Regions from separate parts of the Mus musculus genome. Here region 2 is linked to region 1. Evidence: chromatin contacts called from public promoter capture Hi-C data. All regions are on one chromosome and are shown on one strand. Each heading gives the region's core, a stretch centred on a gene start, on an enhancer-like site or on the middle of the called end of the contact. The rest is flanking DNA. Distances are from core to core; before and after follow the strand shown. Region 1 holds the start of Dnah9 (dynein, axonemal, heavy chain 9). Region 2 overlaps Shisa6 (shisa family member 6).

Evidence for each region. Promoter capture Hi-C pulls out the DNA fragments that hold promoters and counts their contacts.
Region 2: a promoter capture Hi-C map of hippocampal neurons shows a contact between it and region 1, with 3 times the contacts expected there. The contact joins the enhancer-like site here to the promoter of Dnah9 in region 1. A contact is called at or near these places in 4 of 39 promoter capture datasets (embryonic stem cells, hippocampal neurons, stem cell-derived epiblast-like cells and 1 more) and 1 of 9 other capture datasets (adipose tissue).

What each region holds. Positions count from the first base shown.
Region 1 is chr11:66,163,944-66,171,250 of GRCm38.p6, reverse strand. It overlaps Dnah9 (dynein, axonemal, heavy chain 9), which reads left to right and starts at 2,700. Exons shown (of 69, transcript NM_001099633.1): 1 at 2,700-3,194. The coding sequence starts at 2,784. Gm12296 (predicted gene 12296) reads right to left here and starts at 3,216. Exons shown (of 3, transcript NR_153847.1): 1 at 2,668-3,216.
Region 2 is chr11:66,390,437-66,397,922 of GRCm38.p6, reverse strand. The region is part of intron 2 of Shisa6 (shisa family member 6); the gene reads left to right. Among named protein-coding and RNA genes, the nearest start is that of Gm45945, 120 kb to the right of the region's middle. Within about 2 kb of position 3,397, at least 3 of the 459 cell types and tissues checked have an H3K27ac peak or open chromatin away from gene starts, as enhancers often do. A contact at or near this core is called in hippocampal neurons, where this site is marked.

The DNA of each region.
Region 1 (7,307 bases), core at 1,451-3,950:
TGTGGGTGGAACCATCCCTGAGCTGGTAGTCTTGGGTTCTATAAGAGAGCAGGCTGAGCAAGCCAGGGAAGCCAGCCAGTAAGGAACATCTTTCCATGGCCTCTGCATCAGCTCCTGCTTCCTGATCTGTTTGAGTACCAGTCCTGACTTCTTTTGGTGATGAACAGCAATGTGGAAGAGTAAGCTGAATAAACCCTTTCCTCCCCAAGTGCTTCTTGGCCATGATGTTTGTGCAGGAATAGAAACCCTGACTAAGATATATATATATATGGAAATAAACTTGTGTAAAGTTAAAGAAGAATGGTAAAAATAAAACCTATACCTGAACAAGAGCATCGCCAGTACATATGTTAATGAAGAAAGCTCACAAGACTTCAACCCTAGACAAAGAACTACAGGCATACGGGCAAATACTTGTTGAGAGCAGGAGAAACTATCTTCCCCAGGGAAGCAAACCATCAGGTTATCCAAAACCAAATGGTCAGCCCTAAAATATATATAGGCAAGTAATGTTCAGACTAAGCAGGTGTGTACGTAGGAACACACACACACACACACACACACACACACACACACACCAATTAAAAGCAAAGAGGCTATGGATAAAGAAAAAAGACCTCCTGCCAGCATTCAACCTTGACCTGCCAATTTGGAGAGTGCACATAACACCCCAAGCCTGCTCAAGCCTTCTAATGATTGATGGAGCTCCTAATGGGAGCTATTTTATCTTCAACATCAGTAAAAATCCTAATCCACAACCATCAAGACAAGCTTTTCTCAGAACCCTCACCCACTGCAAAATGTCTATGTTAAGGAATTGAAAAAATCAGCATCTAAAATGGACAGTTGTGTTATAGAGAAACAAAAACAGATGGTGGTGTTTGCTTTAGGCAGGTATCTTCAGGAACTCATTCATTCTCTCTGGGTACATGCACATGTGTTCACATACATGCTTATATGTGCAGATATGCCCCATGCCAGTCAGGGTATGATGTATGGAATCTTTCTCTATGGCTCTCTGCCCTATTTCTCCAGTGGATCAGAAGAAGTTCACTGCTGGCTAACTAACCAGGGAGCTCTTAGGATCCACCTGTTCCTGACCACCAAAGTGTGCACAGCTATGGAAAGCATTAGTACAGGCACTAAGGAGGTTGAACTCGGGCCCTTGTGCTTGCAAAGTAAGTTTTTCTATCCACAAACACATCTCCCCGTTCCATCATTCATCCAGTTTTTATATATGTTGGGGGTATGAGAACAAACAAGATAAAGGGGAAACAAAGCCAGGGTGAGAGGGGCACAAATTTTATTTGAAGAGCCAATAGAATGTAGATGAGTTCTCTCTATATATAAAACATAAGCAGATTAACACAATGGAGATCTGCCACCCAAATGGCATGACTACTCCTTATAGGAAGAAGGGAAGAAGAGAGGAAAGGAGGGAGGCAAACAAGGGAGGAAGGAGGGAAGGAAGGAAGGAATTAAGATATGTAAGAATCCTCTGACATTTCTATTTTCCCCCAACGTCTTTTTGGGAATATCAATTATCAGATTCATTTTGCCCCTTTCTTCTTAATTGCTCCACTTGTTGTTTAATGCAGCAATGATAAAACACTCTTTATAGACACAAAGATCCATTTTCTAATGCAAACATTTTCATCACAGAACCCCTGGGTCCCAGTTATCGAGCAGTAAATCATTTCAGCTTCCAGGCACTGGTGTTGTCCTGGGCGGGGCTGGGGGGGTGGTTCTTGTTAAGCCAAGCTGCCTTTGATAAGTGCTACTCTGTTAATAGTCCTTGAAGCCTGATGTAAACATTCACTTTACTAAGAAATCCCGCAGTCCCTGGGAGGTAATACAATCGGGGGTGGGGGTGGGGGGGCAGACAGGAGATTCTTGCAGACCGGAAGGCCTCTGGCTGAGTGTCCATTTCCTTTTTACACACACATATCCATTCCTTCGTTCACACACGCATACAAAGACCCAAGTGATTGATTCTGATCACGGAGAAGGATCAAACCTATGAGGAGTGATAATTTTCCAGGTCAGAAGGGGAGCACGCTGCATATTTACAAGCACTTCAGTATATTTAAGAATTGACCTCGGGCCACTCGCATGGAAGACCATTGTCCAGCACAGCTGCCCTTTTGGCAAATGAAGGTGCAGGCAAAGCAAGGTACTGGAGATTATTTTTTACAATAATTTATTATAAATGTCTGAAGAGGAGACATTCGAAGTGATTGCTAGACACGCATGCTTATTTAATTGCAAATTTAAATGAAACAATTAAGCCCTGTGTCACCAACAGGTCGAGTGTCGCTGGAAGCTCATAATTTGAAGGAAAAAAAAAAAGTTCTATCCAACAGCATTCTCCGAAAGTGTTTGAGTTGTTATCTTGGGAAAAAAATTGTATTGCATTCATGGTATTATCCTTGGCGTTGGGATTAACTTTTTAAATTATATATTTAGGACAGAGTAAGAGAACTATTCATTTTGTGTATGGAGGCGTCTGAAGACTTTAATCTGGCCTTAGACAAAAGAATCCCACGCAAGCCTGTGCCTGTAGTCTTCAGAGCACGTCTAGTCTACCAGACCAGCTTGGATGTGAGAGCTTCCACCAGTTTCCCAGCAACAACGACGCGACCCCGCCCCTTCTCAGCCCCTGCCTACCTTATTAACTTAGTGGGGCGGAGCTAGAGTCCAGTGCCCAATATAAGGAGAGCAGAGGCAGGAGGGCCTGGCATCCCCGTCGCTAGGGAAACAGACGCTGCAGCTGGCAACACGCGATGCCCGGCGCCAAGGAGCAGGCAGCGCTGGCGGAGTCTGGGGACGAGGAGCCTGGAGACCCGAGGCTGCGGCTTCTGGGGACTTTTGTGGCTCGGAGCCTGCGTCCGGCCGCGGGCACCTGGGAGCGCTGTGCAGGCACAGCCGAGGCGGGGAGGCTGCTGCAGGCCTTCCTGGATCACAACGCTGCCTCGGATCCGCGGCCACTGCTGGTGGTTCAGTCCGGGCCCGGGGGCCTGGTGGTGACACCCGGTCTAGACGCAGGACCAGAGCCCAGCCGAGCTCGCGCCAAGGGGCTCTTTTTCTTGCGCACTAAGTCCGAGCCTCCGGGAAATCACAGCCTCCGCGGCACGGTGCTCTGCGGGGACCTACCCGCGGTGCCACTGGAGCACCTGGCCCCGCTGCTCTCAGAGGTGAGGGTGGGTGGATGGCCCCTTGCTAGCAGAGGCTCGAAGTCTAAGGGAGGGAAGGGGGAAGAGGGGCGTGTGCATGAGGGGCGGGGTCAAAACCAAAGAGGTGGGGCGACGCTGCAGAGGGATTGGTACGTGGGCGGGGTCACAGGAGGAGTCTGTGGTGGAGTCTGAAAGAAAAAGGGCTGAGATTGGAGCACAGCCTGGGAGGGAGTGGAAGGGCAGGGCTGCCAGTAAACCAAGACCCTGGTTGGTGATCTGCTGGGTGCCAGCTGGGGACAAGTCTGGGTGAAAGCCAGGCCACAATATGAACCAGCTTTGGGTCAGGGGGTTGGTTCAAGAGGAAGTCATAGTGTGAAGAATGCCTGAGTCCTGGCAGCTTTGTAAGTCATCACGCAAGGGCCAAGGACAAGAAAGTGGTGAATTTTGAGTTAAAGTTTGTCTGCTGGATGGGAAGGAGCTGCACTGCTTTAAATAGTATCTACCTTTGCAAAGAAGTTTAGAAGGAGGCGATTTGGTTTTGATTTTAATGTCCTTCATTTACCATGCAAACATTTATGGAACTGCCTTGGGCTGGCAGCAGTTGGGTATCTTTTGGTCAGCAGGCATTGGGAAGAATCTGTCCCACCTCTGGGAAAAGAGATACAGGTGGAGCCTCTGGGCCTTCAGAGCTCAGAGGATTTTCGCAATGGTAGTTAGATGAGAATCTTGAACCCATTAGACCTTCCCAAAGGAAGAAAGCTTTCCTGGTAGTTGAGTTGAGCACATGTGCTTCTAGAGGCTGGCCCTCTCTAGGTCTAGCCAGTTGTGAAAGGAGTGTGTGCAGATACTAGCTGTGTGGCGTTCTGTATGCTTAGTGCCCTGGAAACGGCACAGAAATGGAAAATAAATTCCCATCCATGAGATGCTTCCCAAACACACTCATCAGATCATGCGTTCAACGTATTTGAAACTGAAGACAGTGAGGGTGAACACTTCTCTAAAACTTTGGCCCTAGTGGTAAAGCCAGGACATGACTCTTCCTTGCTACATCTAATGTTAGCTCCCTAGTTGCTGTGAAAGGGGAAATCCCGAGGAGGAATAGGATGGATGGGCAAGCATTCAGAGTCTGGGGAAGCTAGGCTAGCATTAAGTGCTTTAATGGTTTTAAATTGAATAGTCTTATTACTGTGTTATGTTTGAATACCACCTGTACAGAAGTCCATCTGTAGGTCATGTCCCTGGTAAAGGATGATAGGAAATTGTCCTTGGCTTCAGAGGAAAGACAGATCCATGTAGTCTCAGGGGCTGCGGTAATCTTAGTGTTACATTGAGTTCTGATAAGGGAGAGGCAGTTAAGGGTACATAATGTTCTTGCAAAAGACCCATATCAGGAAGCTCACAACCACCTGTAGCTCCAGATCTGGGGGATTTGATGCCCTCTTCTAAACTCTATGACTATCTGAAGTCATATGTACATATACACTTATATAGGCACACATGGATATGTAGCCTTAAAAAATAAAATAAAATAAAAATAAAATAAAATGATTTTTTTAAAGGCTTAGAGACAGACACAAACTAGTCTGTGAAGAGGGTTGAGCACAACTCAGGACTACATAATCAAGGAAATCCAGCCCAGAAATCAACAGTAACTTTAGGAGCTGGAGAAATGACTTCCAGCTTATGAAACCACACTTCCATGGGAGCAGAGTTTGGTTCACAATACTCAAGTCAGGAAGTTCACAGCAGCCTCCAACTCCAGCTCTAGGAGATCTGACACCTTCTGTGTCCCATGGAAACCTACACACATGTGGCATACATGCACATAGACCATACATATATACATAAAATAGACAGTTTAAGAGATTTTCTCTTTCTCTCTCTCTCTCTCTCTCTCTCTCTCTCTCTCTCTCTCTCTCTCTCTCTCTCTTTCTTTTTTTCTTTTTTCTTTATCTATGTTTTGAGATAGATAATGTAGCCTCATGTAGCCCAGGCCAGGGTCTGACTTGCTATGTAGTAAGGATGACCTTTAACCCCCAATCCTCTCACCTCCACCTCCCAAGAGATGAGAGTACAGGTATGTAGCACAAAAATCCATGGGTTTTGTTTTTTGTTTTTTGTTTTTGTTTGTTTATTTGTTTGTTTTTGTTTTTGTAATTTAGATTGAAGACAAAAGGATACAGTTAAGGAGTAAATGAATGAATGATGTGGCACTTAAACAGTGAAATACTGATAGAGAATACTCTTTAAAAGTATTATTTTTATTTTTTAAAAAAGCAACAACATAAAATCCTTCCACCCAGGAGTTCCTAACCACACAATACAATGCTGTCAGGCATAAACACCAAGTATGATACATCTTCAGACCTCCATTACCCAACATGATTGAAAGTACACTCACCCAAAACACCCATGTCCCTGTCCTCACACTCCCCAAACAGCATTCTCCAAATTGTCTTCCTGAATGTGACTCTTTTAGTCTACAGGTACCTGTGTGAATGGAGTCACCTAGCAGCTGTCTCTTTGTGACTTTCGATGTTTCTCTTGACTTAACACTTAATTATTTCAACAATCAAAAGGTGCTCCGGTCACATGGCCTCTGGGTTCTTTGAGTCTTTCTCCTCCTGTCCCCACCACTTTGTGATGGGTGCACCCCCATCTCTCTGACCAGTGCTTCTGCTTTTTCAACTTCCTGAACCACCCCCCCATCCCCACACCCCATATCCTGAAATCACTCTCTGCATGTGACTGGGACCTCAATCTATTGTCTTTACAATGTTCCTCTGCCACAACAGTGCATTTGTCCCTTGCCCAGCTTAAGAGGCAGCACCATCCTTATCATTAACTAGGTCATTTCACTTAGCCAATGAGGATCCACTGGGTAATTTATTTAGCCAATTAGGATCCACTAGGTCCTTTCACTTAACAATGCCCTCGTGGTTCTTCCTATTGTGGAATACAACAGATCTTTTGTTTGTTTGATGTCAAATATATTATACTGTATAACACATTTTCCCAATTATCTCCATCATATTGGCCTGTGGGCATATGTATGGGGTATTTTCTTGATTGCTGGTTGATGTGGGAGGGTCCAGTTCACTGTGGGTGATGCAATCCCCGGGAAAGTGGTCCTGGATTATATTAAGAAAGGCTGAGCACACCGTAAAGAACAAGCAAGGAAGCAGAACTTCTCCCTAGCCTTTGCTTTAATTTCTGCTCCCAGGTTATTCCTTGAGTTATTGAGGGTCTCAGTAAAGGACTGTGACTAGGAAGTATGAGGTAATATAAACCTTTTCCTTCCCCAAGTTGCTTTGGATTGTGTTATTTATTACAGCAATGGAAAGCGAACTAAGGCAAATATTTATTCTAGTTATTTTCTATTGTAAATAATGTGGTAATATGGTTTTTTTAAGTGCAGAATTTGTAGATAATATGTAGTCATTTGTGTTAGAAAGAGAAATGAAGAATTGGAGAGATAGCTCAGGGGTTAAGAGCATTGGCTGCTCTTCCAGAGGACCTGGGTTTGATTCTCAGCACCCACATGACTGCTCACAGTCATCTGTAACCTTAGTTCCAAGGGATCCACCACCGTCTTCTGGCCTCTGTGGGCATTACATACACACAATGCATAGACATATGTAGGCAATGTAATCATACACTTTAAATAAAAAAAAAAAGAAAAGAAAACCAACAAATTTAAAGAGAATGGAAAACTGGAGATGGCTGCTTGAAATGAAAGTACACGAAAGACTGAGATAAGAGGATTATTATGAGTTTGGGAACAGCCAGGACTATAGTGTGAGTCCCAGAATATCTTGAGCTACATAAAAGATTCTGTACAGAGAAAGGTGTGAAGGGAAAAAGAGAGGAGGAAGAGAGCAGGGGGAACAGGGAAACACTAATCTATATTTGGGGAACTGAATGATTGAGGAACAGGGTGGGTAGATGATTCATGGTACTTGTACTATGTAAATGTTTATCTATTTAAATCTTAAATGAAATAATTTTAAAATACCTCGGGTCCATTACTCACAAAGGCTTTTTCTCAAAGCCTGTACCAGGAATCCTTAAGACTTCCCATCGACTTCTGTCCTGAACCCCAGAGCTAATTCCACATCCCTATAAAAGCTGGCC
Region 2 (7,486 bases), core at 2,148-4,647, 230 kb before region 1:
TGTGCCTTTCTGTCTGTTTCTGCTGGTCTTGGCTCTGACTCTAGGTGGATAATACATTGTCAACTGTCAACAGTGCAACATTACTTGTTGATTCAGGACACCAACCCTCACTCCCAGAACCCAGGTCCCATGGTGTCCCTTTCAGTGAGGTCTCTGCAAGGTGAATTGGAGTCTAATGTTATCTCAGTGTCATCAGAGGACCTGTATGCTAGCAAAAGAATGGCTTTCCTGACTTTCCCAGACAAGGGGAATTGGGGCAGAGAGCAAGTCCTCAAACCTCGTACACACATCATTATGCTTTCTATGCCAAGAGATGACTTCAGAAAGCCAGCAGGGAGGCAATACCCATTAGCAACCCTACTGTGGTAAGAGGAGGCCTTGCTCTGGTGGCTCTTACACAAGCCACCACTTCATTTTGCTCTGTGGTTGATTACCCTTTCCCATCAAAACACACCCTATTTCCAAAATGGAGTGATTCTCAATATAGAAGAAATATTTGTTTGTTGAGAAGCACCTGGAAATCGTATCCCATGCAGCAACCCTCTTGAGAGTAACTGTTATACCTTCCTCCTGGTCTAGGTGTACCTCTCTCTATATTTTCAAAGATGTAATCACATTATATATTCGTTGTAAACATTTTGTTTACCTAATAGTACTTGGTGAATCTTTCTCCTAACATTAAAATAGTCTAGAAAATCTCCCAGCAAATGACTGTGTGGCATCCACCCTTTGAATATAGCTTAATTTATTCAGCCATCCTCTCGTTGAACAAATTGAGGTTGGTGTACTTTTCCATTATTATAAATAATGCTGTGATGACAATCACTGCACACAAATCTCTGCTAGGTCTGTAATTATTTCCCTTGGATGAAAGGGAATTCCCTTGCTACAAGTGGAATTACTGAGTCAAAGGGTGTGCATGTTTTAACACTCTAATAACTCATCCATCTATTGCCCTAAAGAGATACTGTGTGACTTATCTGCCTTCCTGTCCATATTTCAAATGTTCCCAAGGAAGCTCAGCTCTTATTTGTAGGGACTTTTAAAATATACAGTAAACAGATTTGCTTTTAAATGAACAATTTTGAGGAAGTACATGTAACTCAATTTACCATCTTGAACACCGCAGGTATACATTGTTCAGTAATAATCTATTCTAATTGGTATAGGACGGATCTCCAGGATTTTTTTTAAACCCTGAAAAAACTACAACTTTGTACCCATTAAACAGTGACTCCTCTCCTGGCTACCACCATTCAACTTTATGTCTCTATACATTAGACCTTTCTGAATAGCTATGTGAAATCAATATAGTATGTGGTTTTGTTTGTTTGTTTGGTTGATTGATTTAAGCTTATTTCATTTACCATAATGTCCTCAACTTTCGTCTGTGTTGTAACATGTGACAAGTTCCCTATAAGACAGAATAATATTCCATTGCACATGGATACCACATCTTACTTATTCACTCATCCTTGAGTGAATGAGCACCTTGGCTGGTCCACTCTTTGACCATTGCAATATGAACAATGCTATGAACATGGGCTCATGTTTGTGGTGACTTTTAATCTTCTAAAACTATTTTTGTCAAATGTGACCTACTATATATATTTTTTATTTCTTCCTCATTTGATCTCAGAGTGGGCACCTCTTACCAAAGATCAGGAAGATAGCCACTTTCCTCTCTGGTCCAAGGCTTTTGGCCTTCACACGATTTATAATATCACAGACTTGTCAATTTCATATGACTTTGAAGTGTCTTAATAGGGACTCTGGAGTTATGTATCATTTTACATGCACAATACTTAAACTCTTAGTTTCAAATCTTGAGGGAAAAATAATATAAGGTTTAGCACAATTCAAGGCTAAGTTTCCCTTGTGCCTGTTTGATTTTTATGGCCTAATCAGTTAGCTCTTATCCATTTTTTCCCTCTATCTTTGACCTCAGTGATATCTTTACTCTATGTTCACTCCTTAAGCTTACTAACATCTCTTCCCTGCCTTATCTGTTTTCTTCCATTTACCTATTATTGCACCCATACCACTCTGCTTTTTATAATTCATGTTCCCTGGTGCAAGACCTGATTACATTCTCTTCCAAATTACTTACTTCTTTCTGACACCCAGGTGTTTGGTTGGCTGGTTGGTTTTGGTTTGTTTTTCACAACAACTTAAAAGACTATTATTTTTCTGTGTGAGAGTGCTCAGTACATATGTCTGTTCACCCTGCGTGTGCAGTGGTCAGAAGAGAATGTCAAATCCCTTGGGACTGGAGTTCTAGGTAGTTGTGAACTCCATTTGGGTGCTGGAATTGAACACTGGTTCTTTGGCAGAACAGCCAGTACTCTTAACTATAGAGTCACCTCTCCAGCCTCATTCCACTTCAACTTTTGATGGAGTCTTTTTATCCTTCAGTTCATATACATTTTTCTTATAAGAATTGTCTTGAAATTAATCAAAGTTTCATTAGTTTTTAAGGAAAATTACAACTTATAAACTTTCTTTCTATTTATTTTTGAATAAAAAGTCATTTTAAAGTTTTCTATTTTAAGGTTATTTTATTTTATGCATTTGAATGTTTTGCCTGTATGTATGTATGTATGTATGTATGTATGTATGTATGTGTGCTACACGCATGCCTGATACATGAGGAGGAGAGAAGAGTGCATCTGGTTCCCTGGAAATTTGAAGTTAGGGATGGTTGTGAGCTACCTTGATGATGCCAGGAGTCAAACTTGGCAAAAAGTGAGTTAAACTTCTGAGCTGTCTCTCCACCCCCTGACATTTTCTTTATAAAAATAGCATGGGCTCTGAAAACTTGAGCCTCTTTGTTATTAAACAAAGGACATACAAAGTTAATCTCCACTCAGCATTTTGCTAAGCAAGTGAATAAAGGACTATTTGGCTTGTATCCCTGAATACAGGCTTCACAGCGCTGGGGCCTCGAACCCATAGCCTCATGCATGAGAAGCGCACTCTCTACCACTAAGCTCTCCCCCTAGCATAATGGCTGTGGAATTCAAAGGGGCTTAGAGACCCGAGATAATTACGTGGGTGGCTTAAGGGGAGGCATCTGCCTGCTGCAGATAAAGAGGCACTGCCTTGACTCAGCCTCAGATAGACCGTGAACGAGCAAACTGAAATTGTTAATTAATTAACTCAACATGAAAAGCTGATGATCAGCCTGTGCAGGGTGTTAGGCTACATGCAGGGTAGCTGAAAGGGTGAGAAGCATTCTTTCTTGTACATCCAGAGTGTGAGACCCAAAGAGCCGGGAAGCAGGATCCTACCACTGCCCTGAAGAAGACGACATGTGCTGCAGGTATGCATAGAGATGAGCTTTCACAGTCTCTGGATCCGGGGATGTTTCTCTGTCTACCCTCTAACAGGAACAGACTGTTAGCCATATGCCTTAGCTCCCTGGGGATTGTCAGCAGTTGCTCCAGCCCAGGCTTTGGTGTACCTTCACGTGCTGTCATCTTTCTGCTTTGCACTATTGAGCTTAAGTCTTGGCCTCACATTCTTCTTCCTGGGCCCACTTTTTTGGAACCTGACCTCGATCGGCTTCCTGCCTTGTGGCTTCACTAATCTCACTTTCCTGCAATATAGTACATCTTTATTTCTCCTGACAGTCTGAAAAGCCACAGGCTTTGGAGTAAAGCAAGCTTTGCTCAAATCCCCAAGCCTTACCTTACTCACTGTGTGGTTTTAGACAAATGATCTAAACCGAGAAGGACTTTACTTTCTTATGTGCCACATGGGGATAATTAATGCATGCGATTTGAGGTGGTTTCAGCATTTCAATTAAATGAGATTTTATATGATGCTCGTAGTCAAGTGCACAAACAGAGTGATTACCATTTCTTAATATGAGGTCCTTCCCTGTGGATCAGAGGTCTCCTAAACCCAGAGACTTATTACATATCGTCTGGTTTCAGTCCGACTTTATCCTTCACTGAGAACACTTTTTACTTAAGTATTTGAAGGAGTTCTGAGCCTTAAATGCCTTGTCACCCGTTGCACGGAGTTTCTTGGGAGAATAAATGTCTTCAAGCCAGCTGCTGAGATGACTACTCTCTGCTTCCTGACTTGTACGGTCCACACTTTCTAGGAGTTTCTCTCTCATGTCTCACCCACTCATCACCACAGCAACTATGGCTTTATTAGAGGCAGAGCTGGTTGGTGCCTTTGCTCAGGGCCCCATCATCCTGACATTTCTCCTGCATGGAATCCCTTCTGCCTCTGCCTCTGGCTGCCTTCACCGTTACCTCTCTTTCTTAAGAAGGAGGCTTCCTCGACGATCGACGGCGGCACATGCCTTTAATCCCAGCACTTGGGAGGCAGAGGCAGGCGAATTTCTGAGTTCGAGGCCCGCCTGGTCTACAGCGTGAGTTCCAGGACAGCCAAGACGACACAGAGAAACCCTGTTTCAAAAAAACCAAAAAAAAAAAAAAAAAAAAAAAAAAAAAAAAAAAAAAAAAAAAAGGAAGGAGGCTTCCTGAGCTGTTCATTGTCAGGGAATTAACTCTCAATGGTCACACCCTAACTCTCTGAGCAGGAGAATTGCGAATGTGGGCCCTCTGAGCAGAATAGAGGCAGTGGGCTGCTTCACCCTCACCCAGTTTCCTCTGAACACCATGTTTTATAATTCACTTCCTCTGTCCTGACCCCACCCCTACTAATGAGGAGGTGAAGAACCTTTGTAGTTTTGAGGGCCTGTGGTTTATAAACCTAGCTAAATATAGACATTTGGGGAGCTGGAATACTAAGAATACTATACTTCACTTCAATAGAACTTAAGAAACTACAGAAATACAGAAAAATATTTTTAATGTAAAATATTAAACCTAAGTATTGAACAGAATATTTACCTATATCTGTCATCTGTCTTTCTGTCCATACATCTCCCTCTTATTGAACCACTAGAAAAAATATTACAGGACATTTCTACCACTCCATAAGATTCTTCTGTGGCCAGTTATAGTCTACATGTAAGATAACCACTATTCTGACTTCTGTCATCATCAGATAGTCTTGCCTTTCTTTTGGGCTCTTTTCAAAAGAGCTTGCTTTAGCCACTATATGAATGGGATCTTAGAGTATGTATTCTTTTGTCTTTGGATTTTCAGCTTGTGAGTCATTTATGTTACGGTATTTGCTAATAGTTTTTATTTGCACAGAACTGTATTTTCTACACGTGCTTGAATGTATTTATTCAATCTGTATTTTTTTGAGAACTCCAATGTTTCCATTTTCACTGTTATAAATAAGGCTGTAATAAATATTCTTGTACCTGACTGAACGTGTACTCATGTTTCTTGGGTAGATACCTTGGTGTGGAATTGTTGGGGTCTAGAGCAGGCATATTTCATCTACAAGACTTTGCAACAGGTTGATGATTTTATCCTCGCACCAGCAGTGTGCTAAGGCTTTCATTTGCTCCATATCCCCAGCAACATTTGGTATTTCTGTATGTGTAGTAATATTTCACTGTGGTTAAAAGCATTTTAGAAGAGGGTATAGGAGGAAGGTAAAAGCCAGAGGCAGTGGATGACTGTAAGGACATCTCTGGACATAGTGAAGTAGCTACATGTACAAACCTTTACAGCACTCACAAGACCTGTGTAAACCCAAACCAGACCAAATCTCAAGCAGGAGAGGGGGTTGGGTACAGAGTCCCATCCCAAGCCTGAATAGATTTGCAATTGTTAGCTCCTGGGAGAGAATGGGCCAGCTTTCTCTAATGTAGCCCCTTGGTAAGACAGGTACTCTCCAGTAAAAGATTATACACTCAAGAATATGTGGTGCAGCAAACACTGATCCCGGGGAGTTTAAAAGGGGGCATCATGACATTGGCCAGATAAGGAAATAACTCAGCAAGGACTGGAGATGTTGAATATGATGGAAACATGTTGTATGTTTGAAACTCTCAAAGACCTAATTTCAGAGAGAGGATGTGTGTTAGCTCCAGGTAGAGGCGATTGCAAATGCAAAAGATTGTGAGTCAGATCTGAACAGGGCATGCTGGGAGAGCAGATCTTTTGATGTGCCTGCACTGAGGAATGAGGAAGTTGGTATAAGTGAGGGAAGCCAGCAGGGCAATAGCATATAGCGAATAGTGTTCTACTGTTAGGAATATGCAGCCCTGAAAGATTTTGAGAGTCAAAGCATGATCTGATGCCCTTATTTAGGTGACTTTACATGCGTTACATCATGAGCAGATGGCAGTGAGTTCAGCTGAAGTACAAAGCTTGGTTCAACTGTTGCAGGTCAGATGGACACTGCTTGTGGTTTTAACCGGTAGCTGGCTGATGAGGTAGAAGAGAATGGCTCTGAGTTGAATTTACAGAGAGTCATGGCAGTATTTGCTAACTTCAAGGGTTGGGGATCAGAAATGGGGATGATAAGGATCTTGGGTGGAGTGATGCTTATGAGAAAGGCTTTGGGAGAAACTCTTTGGGGACTGTTGAAATGATGAAACTTCCTTTTGACTTGGTCTATTTTGTGTTCCTGTATCAAAATGCCTCCAGCTGAATAATTTATAAAGAAGCTTTCTCTCTGTGGTTCTAGAGATGGGGAATCTTGGAATCAAGATCACAGGACCGCATCTAGCAGGAGCCTTTGTACCATGTCATCAAGGCTGAGGGCTCTGCATGGGGAGGGAAGGACCATCATCTTACCCTTGTTATCTGCCAAAGGTCCCACTCTGTATATCACTGTACGAATTCAGAGATTAAATTTCCAATGCTTGAGTCTTTGGGGACATATTCAAGACTAAGCATCTCTCTGAAGAGTATGTTGAAATCCCAGCCTCCACACCTATGAGTCTGATCTCACTTGTAAACAGGACTTTTGCTGATGTAATTACAGAGGTTCTTAATCCAGTCCCACAAAGGCTTATGCTAACAAATGGAGAGGTGAACGGAGGGATTTACAAGCACAAAGAGAACTGTTGGGGTGGAGAAAGTTACTATCAGGATGGCTTTGGTCAAATTTCACTGTGAAGGCTGGTAAAGATATGAAGCAGTGGCTGGGGAGGGGGCTGCGGGGTAAAGGGGAAGTTGCATTTAAGGTTGTGAGCATTGGGATAAGTTCCGCTGTGGATGAGTTTATTGAGGAAAGAAATCGGTGCTTCGAGGAGGAGAGGGATAAGCTGGAGATGAACGGAGGTGGATGTTAGGCTGCAACAGTGACAGGGGCAGACAGTTCACTTACCAAAAACGCAGGAAAGACACAGAGGAGATGAATGCAAGTGCCCTCTTGCATTCCTTCCCACTCAGACTTCTCTAGGCAGGAGAAGGGCAAAGTCAGAAACGGAAGGGTACAGAAAGCAGAAAATGCTGGAGCTCTCAGGTGCCCTGGTTAGGGTTACTGTTGCAGTGATGAGACAGAGTGACCAACGGAAACTTGGGAAGGAAAAGGTTTATTTGGCTTACGCTTTCATATGATTGTTTACCATGTATGGAAATCAGGACAGGTACTCAAA